Linked DNA regions of Oryctolagus cuniculus: all the other regions are linked to region 1. Evidence: chromatin contacts called from public Micro-C data. All regions are on one chromosome and are shown on one strand. Each heading gives the region's core, a stretch centred on a gene start, on an enhancer-like site or on the middle of the called end of the contact. The rest is flanking DNA. Distances are from core to core; before and after follow the strand shown. Region 1 holds the start of FOSL2 (FOS like 2, AP-1 transcription factor subunit). Region 2 has its middle 58 kb from the start of SUPT7L. Region 3 holds the start of RBKS (ribokinase).

Region 1 (3,220 bases), core at 217-2,716:
CACAGTGGACCTCTTTCCTTTGTAAATGATGGGCTCTCAGCTGTCTTAGCTGGCTAAGGAAGTCACCCTTGGTCATTCAGTTCCTTCCCCCCACCCCATCTGTGCCTGTAGCATCAATGGCTCAGTACATCCATTCATGCAGTTTAAAGGGGAGTCTAACCTGTTGTTTCCACTGTTCTGAAATGCCACGCGCGGTCAGACACTTCCAGGACTTGGCAGCACCTGTGCTGGTTACTGCCCCAATGGGTGAGTGCCCCTCCCCCACCAGATGTACTGTGGGCCCTGAGAGCCCAATCTCAGGGGCTGGCATTGATCAGGACCCACCCTCTGCCCAGAGATGGGGCAGGTGATAGGGGGAGCTGGGTCTGCATTCTCCCCCCACACACACACCGACCCCCTCCCCGCCTTTCCAGAACATTCTCTGCCCTCATCCCAGCACTCACTAGGCTACAACAGCACCGGACTGTTTCTTAGGCTCCAGGAGCGTCCAGCCCCCATGTTGCTCTCACAGCCCTGCCCACACCTTTCTAAGGAGCATCCCCCTTGAGGCCTCCGGTCTGTTTGCTGGTGGACCCCTAACACAGCCATAGTTCCTTGGGCAAACAGAAACACTTGCATGTTAAATCGCGCTCAATGGTGCGGAGCTGCATTCGTGCCTGGCAACTTCGTTCAGGCACAATGCAGAGCGGATGGCTTCTCATTCCCAGTGGAGTTTGCTCCTAACTTTTCAAGGCTGAAAGTGTGGGAACCGGCAGAGCCCTGGAGTTAAGGTCAAGGGAGATGGCTTCGAGTCCAGGCTCCAGCAACCACGGGCTGGGAAACCTCGGAGAGGCTGTGGCTCAGTCCAGGCCCCGGTGGCTGCTGGCCACACCCCTGCCCTGTGCTCTGTGCAAGGACAAGTGAGGCCAGGTATGTGTGAGGGCTTCACACATGGCCAGTGCTCACGTGTGTGCGACAGTGCAGCCCAGGCGAGCAGCCATTCTTGGATTCCAGTCCTCTCCCGAGATGGCCATTGGGCAAGATGGATGACCCAGCAAACTGGCAAAGGCGGGGCAGAGACCCAGAGGGCGGTGAATGAAAAGGCAGCCTCATCCCACCCCCACTTTTCTCTGCACCCAAGCCCACACCTTCTCCTTCTCTGTCTGGGGTGGCCTTTCCCCTAAGCTGGGTGATGGTGCTGAAGTTACAGACTTTCAGAGAGTGGGATACAGCAGCACCAGACCAAGCTCGTGCTGCCACTCCTGCCTCAGGGGATGTCAGGTGAAGAAACCCCGCGGGCACTCCCAACAGGTCTCTAACCCACCCAGTGATCCCCTCACCCCAGCCCGCGCCGCGAGTTCATGTTTCGTCTGCAGCCTGGAGCTGAGGCTTCCAGGAGACATACAGGCACTCAGCGTGGCCCCGTCTGGTTGGGCGCACAATAAAGGGTCCCCTCCCTTCCGGCGAGCCACAGGGCCTTTTCTAACTGGGTGACCCGGGAATGGTTTTCACGGATGGGACACGGAACTGGGCTTGGGCGCAGTGGGGGCCAGGGCACCGCCGGCTCCGGGGAGTTCAGCAGCAGCAGCGCCAGGGCGCAGGTCTGGGCGTCCGGCGCTGGGAGAACGGAAAGGTGAGGGCGCACCGCGGCACACAGGCCTCCGGGCGGGCAGAGGGAGCCCGCACGAGTGCTGGAGCAGGGGGAGGCCGGGATCAAAGCGCTCGGAGGCAGGCCAGGGCGCACCGAGGGGAGGCTTGCGACTTGCATCAGCACAGATTCCGTGATGCTCTGCAGACGTCTGGGGGCTGCGGGGCTTTACGGGAACCCACAAGAAAGGAAAGGAGCGGGGGAGCTGACGGGGCGGGGGCGGCGCAGGGCGCAAGGGTGCACTCGCCTGCCAGTGCGCTCCGGCGGCGCCTGCCCGGGGCTGGGCGCGCCCGGGACGGCAGAGGCCGCGGAGGAAGCTCCCGCTCCCCTCGCCCCGCCCCCGCCCCCCGCGTTACTGGAAGGACTGTGTGGGAGAGACCCAGAAGCACCCGGATTTTCGAGCGCAGGGTTGGGGGGAGGGCCGGGCAGCAGCCGTGGCCCAAAGGAAAACCAAAAGTGCTTCTGTTCGCGCCGCGCCGACATGCGGTTGCCCAGGGTGGGGGGCGGGCGGCCCGGCCGCGCCCCCTCCTCGCAGGCCCCCAGGACCTGGCTCTGGCGCGGGAAGGGGACTGAGAGGCGGCTGCGAAAGTGTCACGATTTCTTCTGCGCTCTGCTCCCGTCCCCACCCCCAGTTTTCTGGGTTTTGCCGCTGCCGCTGGGGAAGGGCTGATCCGTTTTGCGTCAAAGGACGGCATTTACTCAGTCCTGCTGGGAGAGGCGCGTAAACACCCCGGCAGGCCAGGACGCAGGGATAAAAAAAAAAAAAAAAAAAAAGCAAGCACCCACGGCCGGGGTGCATATCCGCCCGCCCCACACCCCTCTCCGGGACCCGCGGGCTCGGGAACTGAGCCGGGCGCGAGGCTTCAGGCCCGCCTCGCCTCGCCGCGCGCGCGTGTCCTTGGGGATGGAGCTCGGGACAAAATGTGTCTTATAGCTGTAAACAATGACCCCGAGTATTGTTCGGGATTACCGTATCTTGGGGCCCTTGGGGCGGCCAGATGCCGCCAGCCGTCCCGGAAACGCTGGCGCTTTATATAGAGAGCCCCGGGGAAGCTTGGCGTAACCGGCTCTGTTTTTCTCGCCCACTCCCACTTTACAGAAGAGGAGGACGCAGAGGACTGGAGCTGTGCTGTTGTCGGTACAGGGCGCTTCCCAGCAGGCAAGGGCCGTGGCCTCTCTGCCCGCCTCTGGGCCGCCACTCCCAGCCCACAGGGGACCCTCGGTATAATCCCATTTGGTTCTGATGAAGACCCCGGGGGTTGCAGATGGCGCTGACTTGTGAGTTGGGTAAACCGAGGTAAAGGTGGATTTCCTAGGCCGGAATCTCAGGTTCTTGGCTAACGCGGTGCTCCTCCGGGGACGCCGCATGGTCTCTGCAGAAAGCTGTGCGCTCCCCAGCACCCCAGGGCTCGGGGTGGGAGGGTCATCAGCCCCAAGCCCTTCCTTTTACAGGGGGAAACTGAGGCCCACAGAGGTTAAGGCCTCGCCCAGGACCTCACAGCTTGTAACTAGCACCACCCGGGTGTGCGTGCTCCGAGGCCTGCGCTCTTTACCCTGCGCCCCGCCCCGCCCCGCCCAGCGAGGCGGGAAGAC
Region 2 (3,220 bases), core at 219-2,718, 740 kb before region 1:
CAGTGGGCCAGAAGAGAGAAGGAGGAGGAGGCGAAATAGACGGCACCTCAGGACCTGCTCCTGCCTTGTGGGAGGTGAAAGGGGTGCCTTTCCCTGTTTCAGCCTCTTGTGTGGCTCAGGAGGGGAGTGGCTACTCACATGGTGCCACCCCGCCCCCAACCCCCTCCCAAATGAGGAGATCCACCCCGGGAAGGGGGTGGTTTGAGAGACAAGAGGATAGAAGCACATGGAGTCGGGAGGCAGGTCCTAACCTAGCTACCTGCCTTATCCCATCAGGGCTGCCTCCCAGGGTTTGCACTAGCAGGAAGCTGGAATTGGGAGCAGAGCTGAGCCTCAGACCTAGGTATTGTGATGCGGGATGGAGGTGTCTTGACCATAGACCAAATGCCTGCCTCTGACTTTTCTGAAGTGTGCACAGTATCCTTCGTGTTGTGAGACCGGCCTTCAGAGGATGAGGATGAAGGTGCTTAATTTTAGTAGCTGCACATGAATGCATACGAGCATACATGTAATGTATGTTAATGTATTATGTGTATACACATATGCACTATTGCTTAGAATGGGTCCAATTTTTGAAGTGAGTTTATTTAAGAAAAACATTCAGCAAATAATAGGCCAGTAGTATGCAACAAAGCAAAAAGCATGAAACAGGTGTAGCAATAACAAGTTTAAGGAACTGTGGTGAGGTGGGAAGATCTACCAAAGCTAATTAGTCACAAAACTAATTTCAAGTGTGTCACATTTAAGTCATGTAACTGATTAGGCTGCTGGCCTTAAATGAGGCTGTTTCCTCATCAGTGAAGTTGGAAAGGAATGTCTGCCCTCCTTAGCTCAATCAGAATATGTGAGAGCTTGTTGAAGCCTGGAAGGCACTGTGCCCACCTCTGCTGGTGCTGGTATCCCATTCCCTCTGCCCGGGACCTCCTCTTTACTGCCTTAGGGAATGCCTGTATATCCCAGTTGCCCAAGGACTGAGTCCAGTTCATCTTGCTGTCCACACCTGGGTTTGCCCAGAGGAGGGCTGGAGAATCCCTGGGATCAGTCTGGGAACAAGTCCCAACTCATGTCACTGTTTGCTTTGTCATCCTGATCCAATGACCTCATACGAGGAAGGGAGGGAGCAGGAGGAGTTGCTCTCGTCCAGATACCTAAGGAGGCTTCTGACGTCTACTGTTTTCCTTGGCTTGAGCAGGGCAGGCAGTAGGCTGTGATTTTTAAGGTCTGAGCTCATCTTGGAGTTGGAGAACAGCACCTCCCACAGCTGAGCAGACTGCTCCTTGGGGAGCTGCCTTGAACAAAGGGGTGGAGGGGGCTGGACTGGGCATCAGAACCCAGCGCTGCTTCCTGGAGGGGCTCCGGAACACAGGCCCTACCCCCGAGTCTCACCAGTCCCAGTGCTGCTGCCTGTGTGAACGCTAAGAAAGGGGGTGTTGCTTAGACGGGAGAAAGAGCCTAAGGCTAGGACAGCTCCTAAACTGGTCCTTCCCTGGTCCCCAGGGCTCAGCCAGCTGGGAGTGACAGAGCCTCCAGGGACCCCAGGTCCAAATTGTTTAACTCCAGGATTCCTTTTGTCATCCTTATCCCACCCCTGCCACCACCCTGGACTTAATTAAGGCTTAACTAAATTATCTTGTTGGCCAAAACAAATTGAATTTATTCATTATTCATTTCCAAGTTTTCGGTAATCAGATTTCCATGGCTGCAATAAGTGCTTACGATCAACACAAGATAAAAAACTAACATTGCTACACTGCCTTAGTATCCAGTCAGAACAAAAGCAAAGAAATTCAACATTTTAGCTACCCTGCTATATCCTGGTTAGGCTTTCCAAAATGTAAAAAGTAGCTGGCAGAATGCCTGGGGAGTCAGTTCAAGGTGTTAGAGGTGGTGACGGAACAGCAGGGTTTTAAAGGATAAGTTTGTGCAAAAGGGGAATTAAAGTATTTTGGTGCAAAAGTTTGAGATCTATTTGTAGTTTCTACATAATATGTATTTTCCTTGAACTTCCTGAAGTCCTTTCAAGTGAGTTCACAGGCAGTGAGCGGTACACTGTAGGCAGAGGACCAGAAGGAGCCAGGTGCTAGTCCTGACACCTCCATCCCAAGGCTGTGGATCAGGCTGTGGCTTGAAGCCACTGGCTGGGAGCCAGGGTATGGAATGTAGCTTATGAAGGCGGGGATGAGAATTGGAACTCTGTGGCTGAGTATCCCAGGCTTTTCACATTACAGTCCCAGAGGAATGGAGGCAGAAAATCCCACTGGAGTCCCTTTGGTTCCCAAGAGCAGGAGGGGAAAAGAACTCAGCAAAGGATAAGCCAGAGCCCTGCCGCAGAGCTGGCCTGAGACATGTCTCCCACCCTGGCTGCCCCACCCCTTAGCTGCAAGAGCAAAGCATTTATTTTCTATGATTTTTAAAAATTGGCTCATCTCGTAAATGTTCCAGAGTCAGAACAGGCTGTGCCATGGCTGAAACAAACCTGCTGAACAAATAAACAAGGCAGGCTGCAGGGGCAGGGAGAGCGCGGGCACGCGGCCCCAGCCAGTCCACGGCTGCCGCAGTCTCCCCCGAATCTTCCTAACAGGGAGGGGTGGGATTTTGGGGTCCCTTCCAGCTCTGTGATCTAAGAAGTTCACACAGAGGGGAAGACGTCGGGGTCGCCTGCGTGGAAGCCTGCTTTTCCACTGCATAGTGATGCTAAGAGCCGGGAGGGGCAGCAGACATCGCAGGCAGACCCTGAAGCCAGAGCTCAGCCATTTGCTTGCTCATCAGACGCTGAGTGTCGATCTGCCCCTTTCCTGAAGGAGCATTCAGGTGGTCTAGCAGAGAAGAGAATGTCACAGTTCCTTGCATTCTCCAAGCTCTTGCCTACCCCAGGGCCTTTGTTCCTGCTCTTCTTACCACCCAGATTGCCAATCCCCTTCCTCTTTGTTCTTTAGGCTCAGTGTAAATGTCATTTCCCTAGGAAGGATTTCCATAGGGTCCTCCAGACCTCGCATGTCTCCCACCACACTGCATCACCCTCACAGAATTTACAGCCGCTTGGAATGGCGTTTCTGCCAGGGTCGTTAGTCGTGCCTTCCCCATCTTTCTGACCAGAGTATAAATTCAATGGGAGTACGAATTCTTTTGTACTTACCACTTCTGGGGCATTTGCAGCATATATTTGGTTTTGGCCCATGCCAGATTTTTTACTAATGTACTTAATCCTCTCGACGGCCCT
Region 3 (3,220 bases), core at 192-2,691, 550 kb before region 1:
GCTGTCAACCCCTATGCTGATCCCAGCAGTCTCTCTTCCTTTCTAATCTTGGTTAGGAAAGTTGGTAACACAGCTTATGAACGTTTTGAAGCAAGGGAACCGGAACCTGCTTATATGAAGTTCCTACAACTGTTTTCTGGGCAGAAACAGGTGGGTGTTGCAGGGCTTTGGGGGATTTATTTTGGTTCCCTGTCTCCCCACCATGTATCCCTAAGTTCTCTTCTAACCTTTGGCAAAGCAGTTTCCAGAGAGAAGAGCTCTTACTGTAGTATACCTCATAATTTATTACTATCATTTTTAAAAATTTATTTGAAAAGCTGAGTGAGAGTATTTTTCCATCTGATCGTTCACTCCCCAAACGGCCACAACAGCCCACAGCACTGGGCCACGCTGACTGAAGCCAGATGCCAGGGACTCCAGGTGGCAGGGCCGTGTGGTTTGGCCATCGTCCTCTGTCTTACTGGGTGCAACAGCAGGAAGCTGGACGCTCATGTGGGATGCTGGCTTAATGGGCTGTGACACACCACTGGCCTCCACTTATTTACAATTAAAATGGCAGTAGAGATGAAAAGCTATTCACCAACGTATCAAAGTGATAACTACTGGAATGGTGGGATTTTCTTGGACTGTCTTTTCCCCCTACCATCTTGCCGCCTATCTGACCTAACTCAACTATTTTCATTTAGCATTATGTTCTATCACTCTTTGATCGGAGCTTTCCGAAGGTTATGAAAATCGTGTTGATGGGTTTTTATCTGGACTCACAGGGCTTGCTATTAGGTAAGCCACCGTTGCCGTAATACTGAAAAATAGGGCGTCCATATAACACAAGGCAGGAATGCCAACAATCAATATGGGGACAGAGGTGAGCGGTCATCTTTCCGACCCTTGTTCCACTATTTTACACATGCTCGGACCACTGATACCCAAACCGGGACAATCACCCCTCCAGCCCCACAACCCTGCAAAGTAGGGCATGTCCTCCGAATGAGCCGGGGACGGTGAGGGGAGAGGCCCGGCAGCCTGGCCGAGGCCACAGGAGCGGGTCTTGGGGGGTGCTTCCAGAAACATCAGCTGTTTCTCTAGACTCGCCTCCACGTCCCCTTCCCTCCCATTCACCTTTACAAACTCAGGCTGTCAAAGAGGCAGGCGGCAGGCCAGCTCATCACCCAAGCTACCAGTCTCCCCCCGGATCGGCGGTGCTCAGGGCACTACCGCCCCCTCCCCCGAGCCGCAGACCCTGGGCGCCAGCCCCGCACTAACCTGACCAGGTCGGTCATGCAGGAGCCCACCACTACCACCGCGGCCGCCTCCTCCTGGCACTGACTCCCGGGCTCCCCAGACGCCGCCATTGCTAAGAGGTGCAGGCGGGACGCTGACCTTTACCCTTTGCCCGACCCCGTAACCCGAGACGCCGCTCCTGCCCCGCTTCCCCCCGCACGCGGGCCTCGCCGCCGCCTACGCGGGTCGCCCACCCGAATGCCCGACATATCCCCGTCCGCTATTTGCCCCGCGTCTTCCCAGGAAGCGCCTTCCTCCTCTGCTCCCCGACACGGCGCCCTCCAGATCGCCGCGATACACTGAGCCGCTCGCCACTCGAGGAGCAGGCCTTCGAGGCGGAACTTTCAGGCGCTCCCGGGACGCCTTCCCGAGCGCACGGACAGGCGCCGCGCGGGCACGCGCACGCCTCCCGGCTTCTGGGCCGCAGAGGGGGCGGGGCGGGACGTCGTGGGGGCGCGCACGCATCCGGCCCGCGGTGCGCGCGCAGGTTGGTGCGTCGGTCGGGGGCGCGCTCGGGTAACCTGTACCCCGCGTAGTCGCCGGTTACCCATCGGACTAAGTTCCAGGTACCTGGACTGGGGCTGGTGCGGGGAGGTTGGATCCCGAGTCGCACAGGTGGCGCTGAGAGTCGTGGTTTGAATATGGCTAGCGGGCTCGCCCCCTTTTCCTGTTGAGAAGGCCCGCTTCCAAAGACGCCCGCTCGCCCCTGTCGTGCCGGCCCCCTCACGAACGAGCCCCCACGGCCAGAGCCTGCCTTCCCTTCCTTCATACCTAGTCAGCTCCCCGGCCCTGACTAAGCCCGCGGGGTTAATTCCTCCTCCCGGCTCGCTGAGGGGATCGCACACTTTGGGAGACAGAAAGTGTCCCCTTCTAGATGCCCCCTAGAAAGGGGTGGGCGTTCTGTGGGTCTGAGGTGGCAAGAGGCCCCTGAGTGTTGCCCCCTGGAAAAATCGCTTCCCCCGTGTAACTTCCCGCGTGCGCCGTATGTCGTTGACGTGACGCAGCAGGACGCCACCCCTTTCCGTTCCATGACGTCAGCGGGGCACATGTTTCCGTGTTTGTCATCCCATTCTTAATTGCGAGAACCTGGACTGGGCTTTAGACGTCTTTGTATTCCCCGAGCCGCCCATCAGGTGACCTTATGTGATCTTTGGGGCAGCAGACACTTGTAAAAAATTGCATTTTTTCGTTTTCCTTCAGCAGCCCCTCACAGTCAGGAAATAAAAACCGGAGAACTAGCGTTCCAGGGAGCCTGGCCCCGAATATTTTTGCCAGTCTGGCATCTAGTGTAGTGCTGCCATTTAAAAAAATTAAGGGTGACCCTCCCCTCATCCGCATGTCCCCGGCTCAGCGCAACAAAAGACCATCATATTTTGGCTTTTCGGCGACCTCCGATTTTGGAGTCAGTGTAGTTTTAACAAAGTCTTTCTGAAAGAAGGCCTATTTCCTCGTAGTTGAAACATTTTAATGCTGCATGAAATCTTGCACTGCCAAAAAGTAATACGATGGCCGTTCTGGAAATAGACAAATTCATTCTCCCAGGTGTGGCCCCAAAGTTACGGCAGTTGCTGGATCGAATGGGTTGTTGTCCCTGTAGCATGGGTTGGTTTCTGGGACGAGTCTGTTCTCTTCAGCGTTTAAGGGGCGCATCACAGCAGTAGGCCAACAGTAGTCTAGGTTGTGTCTAGTTGTAAAGCCCTCATTTGTTTGGATTCATACTTTTTTGTCTGTTTACATTTTACTACATATCATATATATATTTGTAATGTTAATATTAGCTAGGGAAAGGGGTTGTTGGGGGTGGAGAGAGGAAGTAAATGACATGACAAGAGAGCTGAGTAATAAATAAAGTGCTGATACTGAGTAGATGTTTAGAATGTGTTGGGCCTGTTTCCCTTTTTGTAGAAATGAGAGGTCAGAAAATAGGTGATGGGGTAAA

The links. A called contact is a pair of places that touch in the nucleus more often than the background predicts.
Region 2: a Micro-C map of ear pinna shows a contact between it and region 1, with 6 times the contacts expected there. The contact joins the enhancer-like site here to the promoter of FOSL2 in region 1. A contact is called at or near these places in 3 of 6 Hi-C or Micro-C datasets (ear pinna, psoas muscle and an unstated tissue).
Region 3: a Micro-C map of ear pinna shows a contact between it and region 1, with 10 times the contacts expected there. The contact joins the promoter of RBKS here to the promoter of FOSL2 in region 1. A contact is called at or near these places in 3 of 6 Hi-C or Micro-C datasets (ear pinna, psoas muscle and an unstated tissue).

Annotation. Positions count from the first base shown.
Region 1 is chr2:174,544,073-174,547,292 of mOryCun1.1, reverse strand. It overlaps FOSL2 (FOS like 2, AP-1 transcription factor subunit), which reads left to right and starts at 1,466. Exons shown (of 4, transcript XM_051843056.2): 1 at 1,466-1,612. The coding sequence starts at 1,481.
Region 2 is chr2:175,285,134-175,288,353 of mOryCun1.1, reverse strand. No RefSeq gene overlaps it. Among named protein-coding and RNA genes, the nearest start is that of SUPT7L, 58 kb to the left of the region's middle. Within about 2 kb of position 1,468, at least 4 of the 8 cell types and tissues checked have an H3K27ac peak or open chromatin away from gene starts, as enhancers often do. A contact at or near this core is called in ear pinna, where this site is marked.
Region 3 is chr2:175,091,149-175,094,368 of mOryCun1.1, reverse strand. RBKS (ribokinase) reads right to left here and starts at 1,441. Exons shown (of 8, transcript XM_002709946.5): 1 at 1,264-1,441. The coding sequence starts at 1,352. It overlaps BABAM2 (BRISC and BRCA1 A complex member 2), which reads left to right and starts at 1,705. Exons shown (of 12, transcript XM_002709945.5): 1 at 1,705-1,847.